4 separate regions of the Mus musculus genome follow, and regions 1, 3 and 4 are each linked to region 2. A link is a contact called in public HiChIP or PLAC-seq data. All regions are on one chromosome and are shown on one strand. Each heading gives the region's core, a stretch centred on a gene start, on an enhancer-like site or on the middle of the called end of the contact. The rest is flanking DNA. Distances are from core to core; before and after follow the strand shown. Region 1 overlaps Bcas3 (breast carcinoma amplified sequence 3). Region 2 holds the start of Ppm1d (protein phosphatase 1D magnesium-dependent, delta isoform). Region 3 overlaps Bcas3 (breast carcinoma amplified sequence 3). Region 4 holds the start of Car4 (carbonic anhydrase 4).

Region 1 (2,700 bases), core at 189-2,688, 480 kb after region 2:
CTTGGAGCCTGAAGGAGAAGCTCATGAGACAGTTTGGGAAGTCTCTGGCATGTAAGTGATTGTTGTTGTGACATAACGGCCGAGGAGCTCATCCAGGAAAAGTGTCAGAGGGGAAAGAGAAGAGATCCATAGTAATTGCTTTTCTTACTGCTCCGGCAAAATGCCTGACAGAATCAACTTAAGGAAAGAAAGATTCATTTTGACACACAGCTCCAAGGTCCATCATAGTAAGAAAGGCAGAGGCAGGAGCATGAAGCAGCTGGTCACTCTGCATCCATAGTCAGGAACCAGCTCAGTGAAGGCTGGCGTTAGGCTACCCACACTTAAGGCGGGTCTTATCACCTCAGTCAGCAAGCCTACACATTCCTTCACAGACATGCCCACAAGTCTCTCCCCTAGGGAACTCTGATGTCTCCTAGTTGCTGTATTAGCCATACAAGTGCGGGTCCCTAGAATCGCAGAAACAAGGCTTTACAGAGGCTTAAGGGCAGTGAGAGAGGAGAAGAGAGCCAGATGGCACAGAAGAAAGGTGGGGTAGTTCACAGGACCCCCGATAAAGCCTGCTTTTCTCTATAGTATGCAGCTCCTCAAGGGACCCCATTGTCCCCTAAGCTGCCGTGACTGTGAACAAACACCCACGGGCTTTTCTAGCCTCAGTGATTTTTTTTTTTTCTTCCTATCTTGGATTTTCTTTCTATTGTACAAAATCTTGTGTGGCCCACAATGGCCTCAAATTCACTATGTAGCTAAGGATCAGCATGTATTCCTGATCTTTCTGCCTCTGCCTCCCAAGTGCTGGGATTGCAGTCATACATCACCATGCCCTGTGGCTTGGCTTTTCTCTTTAAGGAAGTCTAGGAAAGATGCCCTGAACTAGGGTCATTTTACAGTAACCTGGGGCTCCTGTCAAGCACCCAGGTCACTCCTGCTCTCCAGTGTACACACAGACACCACCTGACCTTTCCAATGGTGGATCTCCTCCAAGTTATGGATACTTCTCATGGCCTGGACCAGTGTACCTGATGGGGCTGGTGTTGTGAGTCCCTTAGACACCTGGAGACGGACATGCTCAGCTGCTGACCTGCATGAGAGTTCCGGAGAGAGGAGACATTCAGGAGTACAGCAGAGATGGCACAGTACTGACTGGCCTGGGCTGGTGTCTCTCACTGCCCTCTGCTGTAGACAGTCTGCTTGTCCACTTTGTCTTTGGAGCAACAAATCTGAACATGATCCAGCATTTCAAAACCAAGGCACCATATGTTTAGAAACTAACTGTAAGAGAAGTGCAGAAGAAGTACCATATGTAGACAAAGGACACTTTTGGGTTGTTGCCATGGAAAACCCAGGCTCATTTTGTTTACATGTTTGAGGCCTAATGTGCTCAGTGTCCCTAGTGGTGAGTTCATGAAGTATGCCTGATTCATACACTCTCAGGACTCCTGTGTAAATAAAGCCTTTGTCTTTACTAGGCCTAGAGGTGGTTCAGAGGGCCAGCTCACACTGTAATCGTAGCACCCAGAGGCAAGAACTGGAGGATCTTCATAGCCAGGGGCTACAGAGTGGATTTCAGACAAGCTTGTAATGCAAAGCAAGAGGACATCTCGAAAATAAATAGGTAAACAGCCTGGAAGATGTGCCCAGTGTTTGGAACTGCAATTTGTAAAGTTCATATACTGCCATGTATTTTTAATAGTTGGGCTAAATAATCCTTTCCAAACAACTGGAATCTTACCCTTCCAAGATGCACAGAGGCATAAGTTTTACTTATTTTAATATATGGGGAAGACTGGACCTATGGAATAGAAAACTCAGGAGTGTACCCCTAATGAGATGTGAGGGTTTCCAGGATCATATGCCTGTAATTCCTGCCCCTGAGAGGCTGAGGCAGGCGGATTGGTGAATTGGAGGACAGCCTGAGCTACTTAGTGAGACCCTCTCAAAAATAAAGAACAAAGAGAGTCTAAGGAGCAGCCAAGTGTATTCCTTGTGTGTCAAAGAAGCTCGAATGGACTGACTCAAGAATGAGCCTAAGGCCACCTAGCCTGCTACACTCCGATAACCATGATAGTCTTGAAGGTTCCGTAGCATACACGTGCACTTAAATGTCAGTGTGATTTAGACTTATGAATAACTAGCATTATTGTTCTTTTTACCCAGCGGAGAAATCAAAGGTTCCAGGAGGCTAGTCTACACCAGGTCCCATAAGATTAGCATTCCCCCTTTTCCTCCTGTCTTGACCCGAGGACTGTGCAGAGCAGCACGCCTGTGGCCTCATCACCATCTCTCATCTCCGCAGAGGATCCACCTCCACCCCGGTGGCTTCAGAGGCAAGGTCTAAGAGGGTGCCCAGTGAAGAGAAGTGGTTCTAGCCAGATCCAAAGGCTCCATAAGCCCCAAGGGCAGGCTCCAAAGCAGGGCTGGGCAGACAGGGATGTTCCCACACTGTGCATCCTGAGGAGAGGGAGCTGCCTCCGGCATCAGGACTCCAGTGCTGGTGCCAGGCCTCCTAAAGGGCTGCCTGGAAGGAATTAATGGCTGGCCAAGGAAGGTGGGGGTGAGTTTGCAGGTTCATTGAGCCAGTGGTGGAGTATTTCTACTACAGACACACTTTTACATGCTTCTCTCCCCTCAGGCCAAGGGATAGCAGGAAGCTATTTTAGTAGCTTTTAACCCTAACGGCATTTCTAAAACTCAAATGCA
Region 2 (2,700 bases), core at 3-2,502:
CTGCTTTTTGGTTTGGAGCGCCTATCTGGCTCACAACCACCTGTAACTCCAGTTGTAGGCGGAGGGTTGGGACTCCACACAACATCCACAGAGATACACACATAATGAAAATGAAATAAATATTTAATGACAATTTTAAAAGGAATTGTCTTGGGAGGTATAGAAACTGTTGTTGAAAGGCAGGCCAGCATAAAGCCTTTCCTTGTTGTTTGCATTTCCCATGCTGCTGTAAATAAGTTTCCATTACGCTTTTTGTGAAATCTCAAAGGCTGTACAGAAAATAATAAAGGAACACGTTGACTCCCTCAAAAGAATATGGTGCTAAGAAAATATTAAGTTGATCACTCGAGAACTTATTTCAATTTCGTGGAAATCAGTCTAAAAGCATTCATTTTGTTGTTGGGACTGTCAACTTCTGTGAACGGAGGGAAATAACCGTGTCTTTAGGGCATGGAGATCCTGTTGTATGCTCCTTTTCCAAACGGTAACTTAGATTCTGCAGTAATAGCTGTATTCAAGACGAGTCCGAAAAAGTATTAACGACGCTGAAAAGAGGAAGAAATATGCAAAATACTTAAAAAAAAAAAAGGGCTGTAAAGTGTTAGGAATTAAACTCGCCGACAGGTCTCCGACCTAACGTTATCGCGGAAAACAGGGCTGTGCAACTGGCGGTGGAAAATTCCAAGTCTTCTTAAGTAAACCCGACTGCTTCCCTTAACTCCCAGCCGGACAAGTCCCACCCAAGCCAGTTCACGCGTGCTACGCTGGTCTAGCGCACGGACCAACGACTTTGCAGGGCATTTTCGCGCCATTTCGCTTGAAATAAGTGGAAGGTCAAGTCTACCTTTGACCTCTGCAAATTTTCCACAATCGCGGGAGGCAAAACTGGCTCTGCAAAAGGACCAAAGGGGAAAAGCCAGAAGTCTCACGTTAGGGATTTAAGGGGAAAAAAAGATGACAGGTTGAGGCTTCAGCCGCTTAGTAACAGCGGAAAACCCCCAGGGTACAGAAGCCCTAGGCTGGAGAAAACAAACCGGGCAAGGAGCGCGCTCCCCCGGTCGGCGGGCCGAGCGAGATCAGCGGTTGCAGAGAGATGCGGGGGTGGAAGGAGGGCGGGGGCGAGCTTGCTCTTCTTGACTCCTGATTGGTCTGTCTCAGCGAGCCGAGTGACGTCATCAGGAGAAAGGGGGGGAAAGAACGTCTGATTTGTATGGTGGGCGCGGGCGGGCGGGGAGCGAGTTCAGTGCGCAGGCGCAGCTGCTCGGCTCCTCTCGCCCGCGACTCGACCGGCCCAGCTCTCGCGGACAAGTCCCGACATCACGCGCCCCCCCCCACCGCCGCGGGGACCGCCTCCTCTTCACTCTCGGCTTCGTCGAAGATAAACAATAGTTGGCCGGCGAGCGGCGAGTGTGTCTCCCGCCTCGGAATTCGGCGGGCTGCGTGGGAACGGCGGGATCCCGGGCAGCCGGCCATGGCGGGGCTGTACTCGCTGGGAGTGAGCGTCTTCTCGGACCAGGGCGGGAGGAAGTACATGGAGGACGTAACTCAGATCGTGGTGGAGCCCGAGCCGGCTGCGGAGGACAAGCCGGCGCCGGTACCGCGGCGGGCGCTCGGGTTGCCGGCGACCCCCACTCTCGCCGGCGTCGGGCCATCGGAAAAAGGCCCGGCGGCGGCCCGCGACCCTGCCCCGGACGCCGCGGCCTCGCTACCCGCTGGCCGCTGCTGTCGCCGCCGCTCTTCGGTGGCCTTCTTTGCAGTGTGCGACGGGCACGGCGGTCGGGAGGCGGCACAGTTTGCCCGGGAGCACTTGTGGGGTTTCATCAAGAAGCAGAAAGGCTTCACCTCGTCCGAGCCCGCCAAGGTGTGCGCTGCCATCCGCAAAGGTTTCCTCGCCTGTCACCTCGCCATGTGGAAGAAACTGGGTAAGTTCCCCGCCCGCCTCTTTTTTTCTTTTCTCCCCTTATCCCCCTGGGCTTTTTATAGCATCAGCACCGCGTGGGCCTCCCCGGTACCAAGAGCGCTATCCATCAAGCGACGCTGTCCAACAAGGGATGCGAGTGAAGACTGTCATGGTTGGAGTTCTAGGCACACCGAGTGGCCTCGGAAACGCTAGGATGGCTTGTCTCCCAGCAACCGCTCCTTGCATTATCTCCTCCCTCCTACGATCAGGGGGCAACAGTCTCCCCTCTCCCTTCGCTAATTCACTTTGGTAGCAGCACGCTCAGAAGTGTTTGAATGCCGGCGCCAGATTGTAACCGAGGGATAAATTTAAGAAACGTTTCTACACGGGCTAGGTGAAAGAAGCAGGAGGTGGCAAGAATTGGAGCGTTCCCTTAGCATCTGTCATAATTTTGTTCTTGTTGGGCTTGTTCCTCTTGGTTGCCTCCTACCGGTGGTGTCACTTCTTCAGATTGACCTGAATGGCTCTGGCTCGATGTAAGTCAATTTAGAAGGGCTGAAGTGTAACATAGGCAACTTACTTTTGTGATAGTGTTTTGGGGTAATCCCTTGAATTGTTTATGAGAAAGGTGTGCAACGTGTTAAATATTAAATTGGCTCCATGTTAGGGGCATGTGTTAACTTCTTGGTGTGTGTGTGTGGGATACTTAGAATTGCATTCAGTTTTCCAAAAGTTCATACTGAAAAGCACTCATGTCACTACTCATCAAAGTAGTTTTTGGTAACAGGTATTTTAATTCC
Region 3 (2,700 bases), core at 37-2,536, 500 kb after region 2:
TGCTGTGGCAGTGTCCTCTCAGCACCTTCTACCTGGCTGTGAGATATTCTTCCCTTCAGCTTCCGAAGCAAGAGATGACATGCTTGAAATAACTTTTAAAAAGAATTAAGACAGGCACTAAAGGGGGTGGGGATGGAGCTCCCTATAGAGCTGGTCCACACTGCACAGGGTTCTGAGTCCAGTCTCCAGCATCGCCAAAAGAAACATTATTGCTCAAATAGGAGTACCGAATGCTGACCATCTTGCTAGCCTCACCTACTCAGAATGTGACCTGCCTTTTATTCAAAACAGGGACTCCCATAGAGGAAGGGGACCCCATCCCCAGGGAGGCCGAGGTCACTTCCCTACTTAGAAATGCTAACTGCCTTCATAGCCCAACCCAGGCTTTTACCATGTTGGGGTTTTTTTTCAATGTCTGTGGCCTCTCCTGCCTGACCCACCTTCCCCATCCCACTTCAGATCCCACCACCTCCTGTGTAAGCATGTGACTCCAGCTTCCCAACCCTGCCAGCACGCTGGACCACCCTAAAGCCGACCACTCTCTGGGCAAGGTCATTTCTCCAGACCACATTCATAGTGTCCTCTGTGACTCAACTTCCTCGCTCACATAGTGTTCCTGAGCCAACTGCATCTAGGATGCTTGGCCCCAGGCAAGGATCTTACTTTCCCATTAACGAGCCACGGCTGACATCCTTCTCATGCCACTTAGGGAAGGGCCAGCTCCGTGGGTCCTTCAGCTCCTCCCTCATCCATAGCCGAGAGTGCATCTTGACCCAGTTCTTGTTCCTTGGACCCAACCTGATTCCTCTTTGTTACCTTCAGCCATCAGTTCTCCTTGCCCAGCATCCAGCCCTGGGATGAATGCCAAGCTGAACCTCAGTTAATGTTTGTTGAATGACTGATTGGGTTTTTGTGGCCTCTGAGAGGTAAATGAAAGGCAGCCAGAGCCATGGGAATAATTTCCATGCTTAAAAGGCATACTTCTTAGTTCCAGGCCAAGACTTGGATCCAGCTCCAGCTAGGTTGTTTTCTCTGCCCCTCTCCTCTGCCCCCTCCGGAGCTGCATCCAGAGGAGGAACCACAGTAGACACCCAGGCTAATACATTTTTTTCCATGCATGCCCATTGCATAACATGCTGATTCTTGTCCACAATGAGGAAGTGCTGGTGTGGCCTCTTTGGTGACTCTTTGGCATACCCTTTACACGGGCTGCCCAAGTAAAGCGACTGTGGAGCATGTGCGGGCTTGAGCAGAGGGTAGCGGGCTGCAGGACAGTTGCCAGGGGCCTTCCCTAGATCATTACAATGGGTAAATGGTTAACCCAAGGGAGGATTCTCCTTGGTGCCTCCTCCTCTGCCAGACTTCACCTTTAATCACCGGCCCTTGTGTAAGGTGTGAGGCCCAGCAAAGCGGCGCACCAGCACACGGTGGCTTAGGTGCCCAGCTTCTCAGATGGCAAGGAGCTGTGGGCTACAAAACAGGTACACCCACAGGAAAGAAAGGTTAGACATGGCCCTTGGTTACACTAAATATGAGACATTGTGGATTGCCCATAGCAAAGACAGCGATGCGTCTCCAGCCTTGGCTGATTTTGTTGCTGCTTGCTCTTCCTGTACGACCCTGGCCCCAGGAACTTGGAGGTCCCACTGCCTGAGACAACTTAAGTCTGCTGGCTGAATCCTCCAGCAGTTCTCATAGCTGTCTCCTTCCTCATCCCCACATATGTCCTCTTATTGTAGCTAAGTAGCTCTGTAATTAATCAAGTTTGGAGAGACTGGCCTTCCAATTGCTTCATTCATTCAGGACGACTTTTTCCATTCTTTCCCCTCACCTCCCCTGTGCCCATTATATTGGCACATTCCCTGTGTCTCTAGGCCTCCCTGGCCAGGACCAGCATATCATTTCCACTCTGTGTACGACTGTGTGGTGTTGGCTTTAGGGTGGCTGGGGGAGTGTGAACCAAGCCTCTGGGGCCACACCTCCATGGAGCTTGGACTGGTCCTCAGAAGTCTAAGAGCTTCTTTGTTTAGTCATCCACAGCCACTAAGAACTGATGTTAGGGATATCAGGCTAGCTCTGAGCATATCTCCACAAAGCAAAGCAGCCCTGCACATTGTCAAGCAGCTTTGGACTTCAGGCCTGGGGTCTAAATCCGTAGAACCATTAAAGAAAATCCAAGGAGCTACCCCAACATGAGCCTACATCCTCGTCCTTCCCTCCCCACCCCCAATAGCAGGCAGGAATAGAGGAACTCAGTCCGTGGAGACTGGGGAGGAAGAAGGAAGAGATGGTGATTGCTAGCTTTGGCTAATGAAAATCTAGATGTGCTGGACCTTGGAACACACCCCAGAATTCTCCCCTACAAATATGAGTGGTCAAACCAGATTTGATATCTACTCAGTTCGATCTCAGCTATTGTTGGACTCTTAGAAGGTCCGTTGTCTGATGCTCTTTAAAGAATTATTTTATTTCCAATGCAGACACAGCCCTTGACGTAGCAGTCAAAAACAGCACCCCCGAGAGACCCATGGCTGTGAAGTGTTTGGGTATGTAACTTCCTGTCTTTGCCTACACAGAAAGAAGGCTTGGTCCCACTGCTCCCATTCCCCTCACGTGGGTGTCCTCTGCCCCCAGAGCTCAGGCCTCAGAAAGCACGGAAAGTCAGTTAGGACAGGAGGTCTCTTCTGCAGGGGACTGGGG
Region 4 (2,700 bases), core at 187-2,686, 350 kb before region 2:
TAAATTCCAGAGCAGAAGCAGACAATGAGACCCTAAGCCTGGTGAGGACACCCTCCTCCAACCTCTCTGTAGGATCAAAGCTGCCGGTGTAGGCTGTGATCCTAGGCCAGAGAGAGGAGCAGGCCAGACTCAAGAAGGGAGGAAGCTCCTTTGCTTGGATTGTTCTGATGGAGTCGTTCCCCTACAGAGGTTCAAAGGCTGGTGCTGGGGCAGGGAGAGGGTGATGTGAAGAGAATTTGGCAACGGATAGGGAAGTAGCTGGACCAGAAAAATAGGGCTTCCTGTTGATGGAGGAGTCCAGGTGTACTGCTATTCCTTGTTCATCTCCCCAGACTTGTCCTAGAAACTCCCCAGGGATGCGCAGACTCCCCATCTGTGAGATGTAAGGGACCTCCACAGAGAGTAACAAGTAGTGCTTGCCTGGAAGTGAGGCCAGATCCATTTCCCAGATATGGGAGACCGTTTACTCTTTGCTGAGGACTCTTCCTGTCTGATGGGAGAATTAGGGATATATCCAGATCCTTAGTTTTTTTTCTCTTCCCCAACTGTCATCTACTGTCATCAGATCTCAAAAGCACCAGTCCTTTCCCCTATGACATCGTGGGCTTTTCTAGTAAACCAATTTTCTACTGTGTCTCCGTGCCCCCTCCTCACTTTCCCATCCCCTTAATTCCATACCCTTTCCAGCCCCCCGACTCTCCACTCCACCCCATCTTCTTGGCTTAGCACAAGACCCACCAGTAACCACGTTTTAGGGAGCTTAGTTCTAGGTAGGAAGACGGGTCTTGGTTTCTTTAAAATTGAGTTTGGATGTAACTCAGTGGTAGAGTGCTTGCCTAGTATGAGAAATAGGGAACGAAAAGGAGTGGGGGTGGGGAGGAGGAGGAGGAGGATCTTCGTCGTCGTCATCATAACCATCATCTCCAGTCCCGAGAAAGAAAACGCAAAACAAAATCAAGTTTGGAATAGCCAGGAAGGAAAAAGATGAGACTGGAGCGTCAGCTACCGCTTCCTCAAAGAGCCTCTCACCGGGCATCTCTTCAACAAACAGCATTGCAAAGCTTTCAACCGTCTCGATTCTCCGTCTCCCTGAGACCATTTGGCTCCATCTTGCCCCAAATCAAGTTTATTACAAGGACACACTAGGAGACCCTGAACAGTTGGTGGCAGCATGATGGAAGTTACGAGTCTGGGAAGATACCCCGTGGGTCAGGTACCTGAGGATAGCTCATCTTTCTTCCGGAATCAGTTAACAGGAGTAGGATGGGGGCAAGGTGGGGATACTCCGCTTCTAAGCCCTGAAGATGCGGAGTGGGTGAGGGGTCTTTTCGCCATGGGCGAAGGTAGCAAGGTAGCAAGGTAGGCGGGGAGATGATTCTTTCCGATCTGAGACTGGACAAGGCGAAGAGAGGCTCCGCCAGGAGGAGGAGCCGACTCCCACGTCTAGCCGTCCGGGCTCCCTTAGGTCGTGGCTCTGCTATAAAGCCTCCACCAGCATGATCGCGACGCCTAGGGTGGCTTCATTGGTGATTGACCCTAGGCTGGGCAGCGTCTTTCCCCTCAAGCACCATGCAGCTCCTTCTTGCTCTGCTGGCGCTGGCATACGTGGCCCCCTCTACTGAAGGTATCCTCGGGTGACCCTCTGCGCCCCCAGGACCCGGTACCCTTGCTAGCGCGCTCCGGCTGCGCGTTGTTCGTGCAGGGAACCGTGAGGCTGCAGCGGACCTGGTTGTGTGAGCGGGGGCGCCTACACGTGTCCGCGGGAGGCTGCGGGAGAGGGGGATGTGTGCTCGCATGTGTGTGGCCGCGGGGTGTCCGCGTGTTGGACGCTCGTGTGATCTGTGGTGAGGATGCTTCTCTGACCCGCCTGGATCCACGGTCCTTTTCGCACCTTGGTTCTCCTGGGTTTGCCCGTGGGTGGCGAGTGGCCGACTGTCCTGCAGAGACTCTGAACCGGTAACTGTTGCCCACCCAGAACAAGCGCAGCAGGTTGGATGTATTGGGGTCCCGGTGTTCCCTTCTTCTGACTCTAGGGTCCTGCCCTCTGAGCTTCAAGCTCCCTTCTCCCCTTCCCCCAGTGCTGGATTGGGAGCCTGGCGGGGGGCATCCTAAGACCCAAGTCCCTGGCCAAGCCGGTCTTTCCAGACAAGGTGATTTTCGTTTAAAGATTAATGGTGAGACCGAGCTCTTAATTATTCTTCTAGGTGGGAGGTGGAGGTAGAGGCGTGTTAATATTTGATAAGGAGCTAAAGGCGATTCTAGCGGTTGGCACCTTCTCCAATACCCCATAGCTCTTCACGAAGACTTCATCTCTTAGTCCGCAGGGAAGCTTTCCCGTCCAACGGGCCAGAACTCCCTTCCAGAGTTGGGTGCTCTGCCCTGGAATGGATAGTGGGGCGTACGGTGGGGACGTGAGGGGTCTCTCAGACCAGAAGGAGAGAGAGTATTCCCCGTTGCAGGACTTAGTTTGGAGGATGTAAGGCATCTTGCAACAACTCCTTCTTAGTGGAGGGAAAAGAGCAACTAATATAATGTTAAAGGGCGGAGTGTGTGTGTGTGTGTGTGTGTGTGTGTGTGTGTCTAGGGGTTGGGCACTTAAAACGACTTAGTAAAAAGGAAAATGTTTTTAAATTAACCAGTGCCTTGTAGCTGTTCACGTTGGTTAAGACGTATAAAGTATTCTGTCGTTTACAAACCGGG

The links. HiChIP or PLAC-seq counts read pairs in DNA pulled down with a chosen protein or histone mark.
Region 1: a FOXA1 HiChIP or PLAC-seq map of pancreatic cancer cells shows a contact between it and region 2. The contact joins the enhancer-like site here to the promoter of Ppm1d in region 2. A contact is called at or near these places in 7 of 39 promoter capture datasets (the 3T3-L1 cell line, cranial neural crest, embryonic stem cells and 3 more) and 1 of 115 datasets of contacts at active chromatin or transcription factors (pancreatic cancer cells).
Region 3: an H3K4me3 HiChIP or PLAC-seq map of bone marrow-derived macrophages shows a contact between it and region 2, with 2.7 times the contacts expected there. The contact joins the enhancer-like site here to the promoter of Ppm1d in region 2. A contact is called at or near these places in 3 of 39 promoter capture datasets (the C10 cell line, embryonic stem cells and liver) and 3 of 115 datasets of contacts at active chromatin or transcription factors (bone marrow-derived macrophages, large pre-B cells and pancreatic cancer cells).
Region 4: a contact with region 2 is called in an H3K4me3 HiChIP or PLAC-seq map of bone marrow-derived macrophages, with 5 times the contacts expected there. The contact joins the promoter of Car4 here to the promoter of Ppm1d in region 2. A contact is called at or near these places in 11 of 39 promoter capture datasets (the 3T3-L1 cell line, embryonic stem cells, hippocampal neurons and 6 more) and 4 of 115 datasets of contacts at active chromatin or transcription factors (bone marrow-derived macrophages, embryonic forebrain, extraembryonic endoderm stem cells and 1 more).

Annotation. Positions count from the first base shown.
Region 1 is chr11:85,785,158-85,787,857 of GRCm38.p6, forward strand. All of the region lies in intron 22 of Bcas3 (breast carcinoma amplified sequence 3), which reads left to right. Among named protein-coding and RNA genes, the nearest start is that of Bcas3os2, 11 kb to the left of the region's middle. Within about 2 kb of position 1,439, at least 31 of the 459 cell types and tissues checked have an H3K27ac peak or open chromatin away from gene starts, as enhancers often do. A contact at or near this core is called in pancreatic cancer cells, where this site is marked.
Region 2 is chr11:85,310,002-85,312,701 of GRCm38.p6, forward strand. Ppm1d (protein phosphatase 1D magnesium-dependent, delta isoform) reads left to right here and starts at 1,253. Exons shown (of 6, transcript NM_016910.3): 1 at 1,253-1,922. The coding sequence starts at 1,472.
Region 3 is chr11:85,811,520-85,814,219 of GRCm38.p6, forward strand. All of the region lies in intron 23 of Bcas3 (breast carcinoma amplified sequence 3), which reads left to right. The region is part of intron 1 of 2610027K06Rik (RIKEN cDNA 2610027K06 gene); the gene reads right to left. Among named protein-coding and RNA genes, the nearest start is that of 2610027K06Rik, 20 kb to the right of the region's middle. Within about 2 kb of position 1,287, at least 52 of the 459 cell types and tissues checked have an H3K27ac peak or open chromatin away from gene starts, as enhancers often do. A contact at or near this core is called in bone marrow-derived macrophages, liver and pancreatic cancer cells, where this site is marked.
Region 4 is chr11:84,956,318-84,959,017 of GRCm38.p6, forward strand. It overlaps Car4 (carbonic anhydrase 4), which reads left to right and starts at 1,437. Exons shown (of 8, transcript NM_007607.2): 1 at 1,437-1,624. The coding sequence starts at 1,570.